Linked DNA regions of Mus musculus: region 2 is linked to region 1. The links are chromatin contacts, called in public promoter capture Hi-C maps. All regions are on one chromosome and are shown on one strand. Each heading gives the region's core, a stretch centred on a gene start, on an enhancer-like site or on the middle of the called end of the contact. The rest is flanking DNA. Distances are from core to core; before and after follow the strand shown. Region 1 has its middle 5.1 kb from the start of Lgals3. Region 2 overlaps Fbxo34 (F-box protein 34).

Region 1 (7,186 bases), core at 3,384-5,883:
GATGCAAAAACAGGCAGATCCCTTCAAGTTTAAGGCCAGCCTGGTCTGTATGGCGATTTGAGGCCACCAGGGATGTACAGTCAGGCCTTGTTTCAAAAACAAAAATGAAAAACCCCAAACAATCACTGTGACCATTGGCTTATGTAAGCCACGGAGCACTCCAGCTGTCACTTGTCACCTGGCTCTCCAGATTTCCTGTAGTCTCTAAAGTAATCAATTATTAGTGTGTTAATAAAGAGTCCCGGCCAGTTTTGCACAACCAGAGGGAAATGTGCACGCAAACTCTCATTCCAGGGGCACTCAGGAGGCCTGCTCTAGTCTCTAGGATAGACTTACAAGCTCGGCAGAGCCTGTGGCTGGTGATGCACTCATTGCTGCCCCTCCAAGCTTACACACACGGAAGTCACTGTGTGGCTGGAGAAGAATTCGCAGGCCATGAACTCTCCTCTACACAGGTAGCCTGGCAACAAGCTTGTTTGAATGAGTCATCTGTAGATGATTAGCATGTGGGCATGAAATAGGATGGGCAGAGAGGAATGCCTTTAGTCTCTTAGGAAAACACTTAAAGTCTTAAGACCGTGAGTCATGAGGACGCTCTTTTACAGTTACCTAGAAGTGGACAGCTGAAATGGTTGCCATGGAGATATGGGATGAGTCACATTCTTGCCCTGTGCATAATCTTTGGTCATTTTTAGGGATCGATAATGGTTGTGTCTTTGTTACATAGAAGACTTACTTATGCTGAACTGAATCATGAGGTCGAACTTAGGTCTTCACTGCCCATCGGAGAGAACACTTCTATGCCAATTTCCTGCCAAGTAAAGCTAGTGAAAGGGTATTGGTATATCAAGGAGTGTCTGGAGTTTACAACCTGTATAGGAGCAGTAAATGACTCTTTAGAACCCAGCCCAAAGCCTCTATAAACTCTTTCAAAATAAGTGTACAAGACAGTCTCATAGAATGTCTATATACCAATGACTGTGCTGTTTGAAATAAGGGGCAAGCCTGACCTTGACGGTCAGCAACTGGCCACCTGGTTTCTTCTGATACAGAGATGTTAGGACTCTGACTTAATAAACAACTGAGCAGACAGTCAGGCAAAGGCCCCCCCAGAGCAGCCTCACACTTGACAGAAGCTGGTGGAAGGTATCTGAAGGAAGGAACTTCAGGTAGAGAAAGCCAGGAGAGAGGGAAAAAAATACTAAAGCAGAGAAAGGAAACCTGAGGGGGGAGGGGGCAAATTAATTAGTCACCTTTTAAGTAGGAAAATTAAAATTGGAGCAGAAGGCTAGAAGTGGAATAGGGAGATAATGAACATAGAGCATCCTGTTGAGGGACAGCTTAAAGATGGCTTAGCAGGAAGGTGTCTCCCACCAAGCTTGATGGCCTGAGTTCAAGCCCTGGGGCCACGCAGCAGGAAGAGAAAACCAGCTCCTGCAAGCTGTCCCCTAACCTCCATTCATGCGCCAAGGCAGGCACATGGCTTCCCACGCACCAATAACTGAATGTAATAAAAATTAAAGCATGAAGAAATATGAGGTACAGCCAGAAGGAGAAATTTCCCAGAAACTAGCTAAGCTGTGCCAAATAAGGAGAGATGCCCCACAAAACTTGAAGCCCTAGGGAAATATAAACAGAACCACATTGACAGGGACTCTCATAGAGAGCAGATAGAATGACCTGGAAAGAGGAAAGGAAGAGATCTTCCTGCTTGTCACATTTGATCTACAGAGAGTTTCCCTGTTCTGCCTGTGTCCACATCCTGTCAACACATCCAGGTGACAACTGAGAATCAGAGCTGACCTGGGGACATTCGGTGCACGTAATGCACATAGCGGGCTTCTGAGTTGGGAGCCTGGAACCTTTGGGACAGAAGGCGAGCCTTCGTGTCATGGGGACACAATTTGTGCCTTGAAGACAGAACATTTTCCAATGTTCTGGAGCCAAGGTACTGCGTTCATCTGCTGCTAACATCTCAGCTATCTGAAGCTGGTCCTACATTTCCGGTGTGCTTAGTAGGTACCCAACGTATGCCTCGGCCATTTTACCAGCCCATTCTTTGTAACTCAGTCAGTAGACAAGCTTGTCAAAACCTGGCTGACACATAAAATGGGGTCAGTGGTAACATACCAATTGCTGGGTAACACAGTCTCCCTGCCCAGGCTGCAGCCCAAGCCCCATCAAGAATGAATGCACTGCTAGCTCCAACCAGCTAGTGTAGAGAGAAGCCAACAGAATGAGGGAATCCCAGGTGCCCCTCTCCCTGCCTGCCTGCCTTGGCTCTAGTCACCTCTGTCCTTTTTCTGCCACAAGCCTAACCCAAGCTGACCTTTAGTACCAGCTACCACAAAACCCACACACCTACAACAGCGCCTCCTGAGAGCTCGGGGCCTTGGCACGCACATCAGCTCAACACACCTGCCCCTATGGCTGCCCTGACAGAGCCCATTCCAGGGCTGAGCATCTGACACGTCAGCTGCACCTGTGAGTAGACAGAGAGTAAGGCAAAGGAAGGGAATGAAAGGGTTTGCTGTGGCTGCTGTGGTAGAGCACTGTAGCCTGGGTGCTTCAATGACAGACACTCACTCGATTGCAAATGTGTAGGCCATAAGTTCAAAAACAGAGTTATTTTCTTCTTCTTCTCTTCCTCCTCCTATTATTATTATTAATTATTATTATTCCCCCTCTTTTTTGAGCAGGGTCTCTCTATGTATCCCTGGCTGGCTTAGAACTTCCTATGTAGACCAGACTGGCCAAAACCTCATGTTCCTCCTCCTCCCTCTCCTTCTTCCTCCCCCTCCCCCTCCTCCCCCTCCCCCTCCCCCTCCTCCCCCTCCCTCTCCTCCTCCTCTCCCCCCTCCTCCCCCCCTTCTCCTTCTCTACCTCCTCCTCTTATTCTTCCTTCTCCTTTTAGAGACAGGGTCTCTGTATGTATCCCTGGCTGGCCTAGAACTTCTTATGTAGACCAGACCGGCCATAAATTCATAGAGACCCATCTGCCTCTGCCTCTGCCTCTCAAGTGCTGGGACCAAAGGTGTACACCACCATGACTGCCTCCTCCTCCTCCTCCTCTTCTTTCTCTCCTCGTCCCTCTCTCTCTCTCTCTCTCTCTCTCTCTCTCTCTCTCTCTCTCTCTCTCTCTCTCTCTTCCTTTCTTGCCTTTTTATGGGATATCCTTTCTTATTCTTTGACAGTCTCAGATATGTGAGAGTTAGTTTCTTCTTTGGTCTCTCTCCTTGGCTTGGAAATGACCGAGTTCTGTCCATATTCCGCATATGGTTTTTCCTCTATAGATCTCCATGTCCCAGTCCTCTCTTCATGGAAGACCAACAGTCACAATACCGGATCAGGGCTCACCCCAGTGATCCCATGTGTACTTCTCAGTTCCTTAAAGGCCCCCACTTCCAAATACAGTCACATCGAAAGGTACCGAGAATTAGGTCTTCAACATGAATGAAGGAGGGCACAGCTCAGCCTATCAAATAGGACTGAGGAGTCAATTGTCCTGTTAGCTAAAGTGGTTGCTGGCACTTTAGTGGATGATAGCTGGGCGAGACCTATGTACTGAGAAGGGCACCTGGGAAGACTGGAGGAAGCAGGCAGCAAGGACACTTAGTTGAACAGAGAGACAGGACAGACAGCACACATTGGGTGGCTTCTCATCTCACTCTGAATGACCTTCCTGCCACATTTGAAGGGGTGGCCCCGGCCCTGTTGGAGCTTCTTGACCTACTATAGTTGGTAGCATCAGAGACAAACTTACTTCACAGGCACCAGTTTGGGTTTTCCCACTGGAGTGTGAGTCTGGGCCCTGAGAAACACCAGGCAGGTGTTATGGAGGCCATCCCTGTGCAGTGTTAGCTTCTAGATGTGAAGGGTGGAGAGACATGGTCTGAGGTAAAGAGGTTTGGAGCATAGGGGGTGGCAGGAAGAAGCGGTGACTAGATGGAAGTACAATGACTCAAACATATGACCAAAAAAAAAAAAAAAAAACTCATGAAACGCAGACCTTGGGGGCCAAGAGCCTCACCTGTGGGAAGAGAGAACCGGCTCCCACAGCTTGTCCTCTGACCTCCACTTCCAGGCAGTGACGCGTGTGCACAGGCTCATGCGTCGACCAGATGCTCAGTCACACACACAATAATAAATACATCTAGAAATAAGTAAGTAAATAAATGGTTTAAAAATTCCTTTGTACTGTAACTTAAGTTTTTGATTTAAAAAATAAAACAAAGACAAGGAAGCTTGATGAAACTTGGGAGGCTGAGGCAGGAGCATTGTGAGTTTGATCTAAGCCTGGGCTACCTAGCAAGAGCCTCTTGAAGAAAAATAAGAAGAAAGGAAAAGAAGAGGAGAGAAGGGAAAGGGGAGAGGGAGGAGGCTTTGACGGAGAAAGGAATGATACTTGGGTGGGTTCTAAATATTTAAATACCCAATCTCATGTCTGCATTTAGACTGTGCACCCCACTCTTGGCCACCCTGCCCGGGACCCTTTTTAAGCCTCTTTTTTCTAAAGCTTAGACTGGCTAAAGCTGGTTTCTCTCACCTGCTACAAAGGCATTCTAACTAGGGCAGCGCGCAGGCTCCCCTAACCCTGCTGGCTGTGCAGAGCTGAGTGTGTTGGATCAGGCATGAGCCAGAAAGCACTGGTTTCCATGCGCGTTACCATGGCTACGTAACTCCAGGATTTTCCGCATGAAGCCCAAACCAGCCACCCAACTTCTCTGAGGAATGTCTTTCTGGGAACTTGCCGTTAGGGTGGCCCTTCAAGGTAGCCCCAGAGCTAGGGCCTAAGCTTGCACAGACCCTCCACTACCTTCCCTGACCGGTTCTTATCAGTTCTCCCTGTCACACTGTTACAGACTTCAGGACTCTTGTCACTTCCTGTCAGCACACTCAGTCCTTTTCTCTACTCCCGAGTCAGGCTCTTCTCCCCCAGGAAGGCATAGGCTTGCTTAATAAGTTGTTCCTCCAAAGCTAAGAAAAGAAAAAAGAAAATAAATAAATAAATAAATAAATAAATAAATAAATAAATAAATAAATAAGAGTCAAAACGAGAGCTGGGAATAGTGTCTGGTGCCTGTAATCCCACCATATGGGAGCCTGTAGCAGGAGGATTGGTGTGAGTTTGAGGCTGATGAGTTTGCAGAGTGAACTCCAGGCCAGACTGTCTCAAATAAACGAAACAGTAACAACAGCCCTCTCTGGGAGAGAGCATTGTATAGAGCCAACGGAGAAGGGCAGCTGGTGGGACATGTGGGGCAGCTGGTGGGACGTGCCAGGCAACTGGTGGGTGGGTACATGGAACGCTACTGATAAGAATCACTCCCCTGACATAAAAGTGCTCACACTGCAAACAGAACTATGGGGCTTGCCAGGGCTGCGGCAGGGTGTGGGAAACAGGGCAGACAGGCTTTGAATCTTGTTGGCTGGCAACCCACTGGGCATATTTTCAACACGTTTCCTGGCTGGCAATCATCGAAATCTTTTCAGAGAGATGGGGAGAACTGATTTGGGCAGAAAAGCAGAAAACCATGGGGGATTTTGCTCTCTGTGTTTTATTTATTTATTTGTGTGAGACAGGGTCTCAGGTAGCTGGGGCTGGCTGTGAACTGCATACATACGCAAGAATGACTTGGTTCCTCTAACTCTACCTCCTGGGACTTGGGACTCCAGGCACGTACCACCGTGCTGGCTTTCCGGTCTTTGGTCTTATTTCCCGTTGTCAGTTGTCGGTTGTTTTGTTGTACAGGTAGGGCGGTGCACCTGTGTGTACACTAAAGGAGGAAGATGCCCCAAGTCCTGATCTATTGTTCTCCACCTTATGCCTTTGAGACAGGGTCTCTCACTGAACTTGGAGCTAGGCTGGTGACCAGCAAGCCTGGGAGAGTCTCTCACACTTGCTCCTCAAACACACTGGAGTTATAGGTGCGCGTGACCACTGCTGGCTTTTTATGTGGGCACTAATATCCAAACTCAAGTCTCAGGCTTGCTCAGCAAGTGTTCCTGCCCACTAAGCCAATGCCCTAGCCCTCTCTATATTTACAAAAAATTGTTTTTCTCTTATACATATATGTGAATGCCTACATGCATATCTCTGCACTACATGAGTGTCTGGAGGGCCCATAGAGGCCAGAAGAGGGTTTGGGTCCCCTGGAACTGGAGTTAACTGTGAGCAGCCATGTTGGTGTCAGGAACTGAACTTGGCTTCTCTGAAGGAGCAGCCAGTGCCTCTCCAGCCCCTCTCTGAACTTTTGAAGGGACTATCATGGGTTGTGAAACCACAAGGATAGCAATCAAGCTTGCAAATTTCTCAGGGAATCCAACGAAGCATAGCGTAGCCTGGCTGTTTCCTATGAATGATGCAGTCTAGTAACAGGAGTACACTGGAGTGCTAGACTGTCACACCTTTGGTTCGGGCAACAAACTCTGGTAGGTGGATTTCAGAAGGGGCTAATTCCTTTAACTAATTGTAACTCAAAGCTCTCCAAAAACCCTACCACCACTTGCAGCAACGATATTATTCACAATCACGAAGACCTCAAAGTCCATGGTCTCAGCAAGAATGAACGAACGTCAAACTGGGCACGGCAGCAAATGCTTTTAATCCTAGCCTTTAATGCTTTTAATTCTTGAGAGGCTGAGAGAGGTGGATCTCTGTAAGTTCTAGGCTAGCCAGAACTACATAGTGAGATCTTGTCTCAAAAAGAGAGAGGGAGCCTCGAGAGTCTTGGAGTAGAGAGAGGAACTCCTGTTTGTTCTTTACCTAGAGTGGAACCCAAATGTTGGAGGAAACTAGATTATGAAAAATGCAATCTTCGATGACGAGAATGGGCAGTATAGCACTGAAAGTCACAAACCCCCTCCCAGGCTCAAACAAGCCTGAGCTAGCCAAGTGATTCCCAGCGATGCGGAGCAGACGGTGCTTCAGGAAGCAAGGAGGAACCTGCAAGGGTGATAAATAGCAACTTCAACTCTGACCCGTTTTACTACTCAACAGTCAGTCTGCCTCTGCGGACAGTTCATTCATTCCTTATCACCGACAGGGCTACTCTCCTCCGACACAAAAGCCTGCCTTTAAGGAGCACCCAAACCCTGAGTCTCATGCGCACGAGCGCACATAGATAGTAATTACTGCCTGTCCCCTACCCCACCCCCGCCCCCTACGGCGGAGTGGAGGAAGCAT
Region 2 (7,186 bases), core at 3,445-5,944, 170 kb before region 1:
CCTTTACATGCAAAGTGAGCACCTGGGAGCTTAGTAGAAAATGTGTCCCCGCCCCCAATGCTGAATCCCCCTCAGGCCCACTGAATCAGCCTGCCTTCTGCAGCTCTTTGTACCGTTGATCCTGAGGTAGAGCTGCACTGTCAGGGGAAATGATAGAACTTACACATGTCATTAACAGTAACTGCCTCTGAAGAGCCTCAAGATTTAGGCATTAGGCTCCTTCTTCCAGGCACAGAGGAGGAAACTCTGTGTCCTTTAAGGTGGGGGAAATATCTGGTACAATGACTGCTTCCCTGGTTTGTATATTCTGTTTCTTGGGTTGCCTCCCATTTGCAACTCCCCACCCCCAGGGCATTCTTTCCTGCTCTGTGCCCTGAGTGAGTGGTGGCAACTGGTAATGCCCCTGCCTCATCCCATCTACTTCTTCCATTCCCTCTCAGGCCTCTGAACCCTCAGTCCCATTACCATATTCAGCCTTAGTTTTGTCACACAGACCTTGTGACCTTGGACTCACCTGGGGACTTCCACTTCCAGGGTAAGCTTTGTGCTTTGTCCTCCACAGAGAAGAGTCCTTAGAGTTAGAGGCTAGCCTGGTCTACAGAGTGAGTTCCAGGACAGCCAGGGATACTAGTGAGGCCTTGTCTCAAAAAAAAACAACCCTACCCCCCAGGTGTTTGAAGGTGTGGCTCTGCAGGGGCCGGAAAAGGGGCCCAGGTGATGGATGGGCTGAAGGTGGGTATTCTGTTCTTTCCCTGGGCTTGGCAAATACTGGCGATGGTATATCCCTATGTCCACATCTTATATTGAACACATGCATTTGCTCATTTTCATAGTATGGTCAATTGCTCTTCAGTCTGCTTAGCAGATTCAAAGCCGCCAGAGCCAAGACTGCGGGCCATGGAAATGGTCATGCCACGTGTCCCAGTTTGGACAGTGGACAGCCAGCCTCCCATCTCTGCTTGGGATGGTAAATAAGGCCAAAGTGGAGCCAAGGGCTACACTCCCTGCAGCATTCATGCCTCTGAGGATGGGCAGAGTATAGGCCAGCAGCTTGGTACCAGAATAAGGAAGCCTGGGTGGGCAGCTAGACACAGCTGTGCAGACAGGTCATGTGTGCCACAATAGAACTCCCCCCTCTCTTTTTAAATTGTATCTGGCCACTCTTTTTAAAAAAAAAAAAAAAAGAACACCAACTTTTCATACTCCATAATGGAGACCAGTATCAGATCATAAGATTCAATGCTTGTGGTTCAGTGTGGGCAGAAGGGAAAGGAGGAAGGTCATTTAAAGAGCATAACAGATTATATACCTCTGCTGCTAAGAGATGGACTCTGCTCTTCCCAGTGTCTACATACTGCTCACCACCCCGCCTCAGCAGCTAGCCTTCCCTGGCCAGCATGCAGCATGCTGTGCACTAATAGCTGTCTTCTACCAAGTGGTAGGCACCACATTTTCAAGAGTAATTTTGAGCATATGCCACTTTCCTCAGTGATCACTTGAGACCCTAGTTCCCACACGCTTAGCATTTCAGAAAGAAAACATTCAGGGGCCTACTTTTTTATTTGTAAACCCAACCTAAAAAATAGTTTGAGCTGGGAGTTATGGCACATCCCTGTTAATATGTGCATTTGGAAGGAGGCAGTAGGTTGGAGAGATGGATGGTTCAGTGGTTAAGAGCACTGACTGCCCTTCCGAAGGTCCTGAGTTCAAATCCCAGCAACCACATGGTGGCTCAACCATCTGTAATGAGATCTGATGCCCTCTTCTGGGGGGTCTGAAGACAGCTACAGTGTACTTATGTATAATAAATAAACAAATATAGAAATCCTTTAAAAGGAAGGAGGCAGTATTTATTCCGAGTTCCATCATGAGAACCTATCTAAAAACTCCGGAGGAAGCAGGTATGCAAGCTCACTGACAAGGCTGATGTAGAATGACCTAAGGTCAACCTGAGCAAGTTGAGACCCATCTCTAAATTAGAACCCAACAAAGCAAGCTTTAAAAGCTCAGTGGTGAGCTGTCTGCTTAGCGTGACCCTGGGTTGGACTCCCAGTCCTAGGATAAGAAAAACCAAATCCTTGAGTACAGATGCCTTTGTAGAGTCTCCTACTAAGAGCCCTCAGGACAGACTGGGGGCTTGTGGGGGTGGGGGTGGGGGCAGTCGAATGACCCTTTCACCGGGTCGAGTAAGACACAAATTTACATTACAAACACAAAGTGTATTAAATCATCCCAGTGGTAGGAAGGTTAGGAACCACTTGCTTGAGAAGGTGGAAAAGGTTTCATGGCTTTTTGCTTTATATATATATATAATTTTTTTTTTTTTTTTTTTTTTTTTTGGTTTTTCGAGACAGGGTTTCTCTGTATAACCCTGGCTGTCCTGGAGCTCACTTTGTAGACCAGACTGGCCTCGAACTCAGAAATCCGCCTGCCTCTGCCTCTTAAGTGCTGGGAGCAAAGGCGTGCGCCACCACGCCCGGCGGCTTTTTGCTTTTTTTAAAGTAGTTAACAGAAATTGTTCTTATTAGAACAATTATTTGAGGGAGCATGTATGCTATAACCTACATGTAGAGATCAGAAGACAACTTTGTGGAGTTTATTTTCTGTTGGTCTTTCTGTGGATTCCAAGGATCAAACTTTGGTTGCTTGATTTGCAAGGCAAGCACCTTTACCAGAATAGCAGGTTGTCGGCCTCACTGGCTTTTAGTGGGCTTCCTCTATCCTACGAGGGATGCCGTTTCTGCTCCATTCCACTTCTCTTCCCACCTGATAACTAGTGGCTCTGTTCCCTACTCCTAACGAGGCCAGCGACCTAGAGTGGGAGACTGCTCCACTAAGGCTCTGCTTCAACAGCTAGGCACAAATGGACCTGAGGCACCCAAAGGTGCCTAACCACAATGTTTGCTCTTCCCACGAGGCTTTGCAAATCAGCGATGGCCATGAACTTCCATAAAGTTAGGAGTGATGTGCATGTCAGAAGGGATGGTGTACTTCCCACACGGCACTTCGCTAGTTCTGAGATTCTAACACTAGCCTATATGAACCCAGAGGAAAGGATAGCATCCCACTGTGTGTTCAACATATGGTTACAGGACCTGATGAGCAGTTGATAGCATTGATTCATTATTGGCACTATTCAGTGTGAAGAAGGGTCTAGTGTCAAATGACTTTATGGCACCTATGATGCAGTCTGTGGATAAAGAAAGACAAATAACCAGTCTGCCAAAGAAATAGCAGCAGTTGAGGGTGTGGCAAAGGGTTGGGAGTATTTCTGTACAAACTGTCCAGATGGCCTCAAAAGGCTAACAGGCGCTCAAAGTCCACACTGCAGAGATGACTAGACAGAGCCTAAGGGAAGCCCAGGGCCTGCTGCTGGGAGCCACTGGCAGCATGGTCCAGAACAAGCAGCTGTGTAGCCAGTAGTTCTCCTGTAAGAACTTCTCTATACAAGCCTGGTCTCCTGGGGTCTGCTATGTCCAGAGGCAAAGTGCTCTTCAGGTTTCTCATCCTTCATAGACAATTAGGGAATGAGCCAGAACTGTCCAAACCTGCCAACAGTCAACATGTTGAATTGATACTAGCAAGCCAGGTCTAGTGGTACATGCTTGTAATCCCAGCTACTCAGAAGGCTGAGGCAGGAGGGTCATAAATGTAAAGATGACCTTAGGCTACTTGAGACAACTTTTTAAAACAAAGTGAAAAGGGTTGGGGATTTGGCTTAACTATAGAGGGATTGCTGATTAAACATGGGATGTAATCATGTCATGGAGTGTATACTGTGAGGCACTGAAGGTAAGTGCTCAAACTAGCTACCCCGGGAGTCCAGGGAACCCCACACACAGATACAAAGGGGCACGTGGAGGAGCCTGGCCAACACAGCAGAGGGGTGGGACTGGTTCCCAGTGGATGTTGCAGTGGGGCCATCAGTGCATAGGGTGAGCAGACACATCGGCAAGCACGTTACATTTAGGGGTTTTGTTAAGAGGCTTTCACTATATGCCTCAAAGAGGCGACCCTGCTGGAATTACAAGTCATATACAATGCACATGCCCTTGGTTCCTTTCCAAGCTGGTAGCAAGAGTCCAACCATCATCTCAGGAATGGGATGGGGACCCAGTTCCCAGTTTCTATGAAGGATGGAGTTGCAATGAGTGGTGGGGTAAACACTGAGGTGGAGCAGCGCCTCCTGTGAGAGCAGAGTGGGTGTTTTCTTTGGCTGGGGTGGGGTTTGAACCTTTGGCAATGCAGGACGGGAACACCGTGGCATGACATGAGAGTGGGCCGGTCGCCTGGGGGCTTCTGGCATGGTTAGTGGTTAGCACTGGCTGCTCCTCCAGGGCTGGGGTTCAGTTTCCAGCACCTACAGGACAGCTAAGAACTGCCTGTAACTCTGACTTTAGGGGACATACTGCCCCTTTGGCCTCCACAGAACTGCATGCATGTGGTATACAGACATCCACACACACAAGCTCTTAAAACCAAAAACCAAAGGGTGGATTATTTCTACATCCAACACTAGGGGGCCACAGAGTCTCAAAAGCAGCATTACATTCTGGTAGTCTGAGTTCAGCGTGGGGGTGGGGTGGGGCGGGGTTGGGGGTGGGGGCTGGTGTCAAGCCTCTGTTGAGCACTGGGAAGCTTGTCCTGCCACAGTTAATGCAGGCCGTCTGTTTCTGAGGTAAGGCCAAGTGCACTGGGGGCATCCTATGCCCTGTTGTCAGCCCAGCTTCTCACACAGCTGCAGAGCACGTGATAACCAGGTCAGCAATGCTGACTCATGAAAACCCAGAGTTGTTTGTCTTGTGTACCCACGTGGGAGAGCCACAGGCAGCAAAGGTTGAACACACAGTGCATGAGGAACGTCACACCCTTGGTTGTCCTGTGTGTTATCGCCTTATCCCAGTTATGAGTCACAACAAACTTAGAGGACATTCAGATTGCCAGCTTGGCACAAGCCAACAGCAGATGTGTTGAAGATGAGCTGTTCTCAGCCTCTTGCGTTGTGTCAGACCAAGTTTGCGTCTCCAGGCTAGCATAGCATGGTCCACTTGTCAGGGTGGCCTCGCTGGCATGGGGTCACTGCAGTCTCAGCCTGCTCTCAGCCGTTACTGTGAAGGATAAAAGAAAAACCCAAACCAGAGATATGGCTCAGCAGTTAAGAGCCACAGACCCAAGTTTGGCATTCAACACTCATAACTGCTTGTAATTCCAGAAGTAGGGAATCTGACACCTTCTTCTGGCTTACAAGGACAAATGCACGCACTAGTATACAGACACACAATCTTAAAAATTCAAACTAGATTCCAGTTCGGAAGCCACTGGCCTCATGACCCTCTGCTTAACATAGGCCAAGCTGGCTCTACCTAAATACCATCCTCCACTCTGCTCCCTGCCGGTCCTGGCCAAATGTGTACCCTCCTCCAAGGCAACCACTGCCCTTCCCCATCAGTCGTCCACATTTGTCGTCCATCCTCCCTGCCAGCAACTTAGGCCGATAACAGGGTTTTTTTCTGTGTTTTTGGATTTTGTTTTCAAAGCTCCAGCTTTCTGTCTTCAAGCCTGAAGACTCCCAGTGGCTTCTAAGTGACTGGTGGACAGCTGTGGGAACTCTTTAATAGTACTTTATAGGGAATACAGCAGGCACTGCACAAAACTCAAAATGTTAAAAGCCGATAAGATTTTAAACTTACATTTAAGGAAAGATGATTTTGTAATATAAAAAGTTAACCTCCCTTCTTCTAAACCCTGTTTTGGGGTGCATTTGACATGTCTCCTCTTGTAGCCCAGGCATGCCTCAAACTCAGCAATTCTTTTGCCTTGTCCTCAGAGCTCTGGGATCACAGACATGAGTCACCACAAATGGCTTGAACACAAACAAGACTTTAACAGAAGGGCCCTAAGAAGGGAGCTGGAGAGGTGACTGCAGTTAAGAGCACTGCTGTTCTTCAGAGGACTCGGGCTTAATTCCCAGCAACCACATGAGGACTTACAAACCTGCTCAGACTCCCAGGGGAGCTGATGCCCTCTTCTGGCCTCTGTTGGTGCAGGTAACCATGTGATGCAGACATAAATGCAGGCAAAATACCCACACACATCAAAGGTTTGTTTTTGTTTGGTTTTTTGTTGTTGTTTTTCGAGACAGGGTTTCTCTGTGTAGCCCTGGCTGTCCTGGAACTCACTCTGTAGACCAGGCTGGCCTCGAACTCAGAAATCCGCCTGCCTCTGCCTCCCCAGTGCTGGGATTAAAGGCGTGCGCCACCACGCCCGCTCAAGTTGTTGTTTTTAATTACAACTTAATGCATAAGAACTTAATGCATAAGGATCTGGACCAGATGACGTAGGCAGGAATCTGGTCCAGTTCATAGCACGGCTCACAACTGCCTGCCACTTGACCACCACAGTGGTGGCTCTGCCACCTTAGTGTGCGCACACTCAAGAGCAAGCACACGCACGTGCACGAAATCCATCTTTGGGCTGTAATGGCTCAGCAGTAGAGAACTTGTTGCTCTGCACAACACACAGATCACTTCCCAGCACAGCTTCAGGGGGTCCAACACCCTTGGCTGGTCTCCTCCAACACTGCCTGAATTTACATGAACATTCATAAAGTTAGTAAAATCTTATTTTAAGACCAGACCTCATTTAAAACGTTTATTTTTTTATTGAAGTTTTTTTAAAAAATTTTTAACCAGACAAAAGGATGCACAACATTTTAATCTATTATATGATATTGTCTTATTCTGTGGTGATTATGTTTAGTCAGCTGTTCATAATATACAATACTGAATTTTAATCACGTTATTTACAGAGGGGCCAAAGCACTCATCTACAGGTAAAGGCGCTCGGGTTTAATGTGCACGTTCACAGCCCTGTGCAAGCACAACCATTATACACACTGTAAACAGCACAGGGCATGTCGGTCTGCAGTCACCACTCTCACGGGAACGAGCATACAGGCCTAGGGTAAGGTGCCTGGTTTTCTTTCTGAGGCATAATTCTCAACCGTGTGCTTCCCTCCTCACTCACTCCAAGTGCAGAGCCAGTGTTGGACCACCTCAGGATCCCCTTGTGGAGACTGCCTGGTGACCTCTGAATGTCCTTGATGGAGGAAAACAGGCAAGAGTTCTTCACAGCTGGATAGGTTTAATGTGAGGCACCACCATACAAAACCATGGAACTAAATTCT

Evidence for each region. Promoter capture Hi-C pulls out the DNA fragments that hold promoters and counts their contacts.
Region 2: a contact with region 1 is called in a promoter capture Hi-C map of hippocampal neurons, with 3 times the contacts expected there. The contact joins two enhancer-like sites. A contact is called at or near these places in 3 of 39 promoter capture datasets (3T3-L1-derived adipocytes, embryonic stem cells and hippocampal neurons), 1 of 484 Hi-C or Micro-C datasets (pre-hematopoietic stem cells), 2 of 115 datasets of contacts at active chromatin or transcription factors (effector CD8 T cells and memory CD8 T cells) and 1 of 9 other capture datasets (adipose tissue).

Annotation. Positions count from the first base shown.
Region 1 is chr14:47,365,213-47,372,398 of GRCm38.p6, reverse strand. No RefSeq gene overlaps it. Among named protein-coding and RNA genes, the nearest start is that of Lgals3, 5.1 kb to the left of the region's middle. Within about 2 kb of position 4,633, at least 141 of the 459 cell types and tissues checked have an H3K27ac peak or open chromatin away from gene starts, as enhancers often do. A contact at or near this core is called in adipose tissue, hippocampal neurons and memory CD8 T cells, where this site is marked.
Region 2 is chr14:47,531,414-47,538,599 of GRCm38.p6, reverse strand. It overlaps Fbxo34 (F-box protein 34), which reads right to left. Exons shown (of 3, transcript NM_001146086.1): 3 at 6,638-7,186. Among named protein-coding and RNA genes, the nearest start is that of Gm35166, 27 kb to the right of the region's middle. Within about 2 kb of position 4,694, at least 210 of the 459 cell types and tissues checked have an H3K27ac peak or open chromatin away from gene starts, as enhancers often do. A contact at or near this core is called in adipose tissue, hippocampal neurons and memory CD8 T cells, where this site is marked.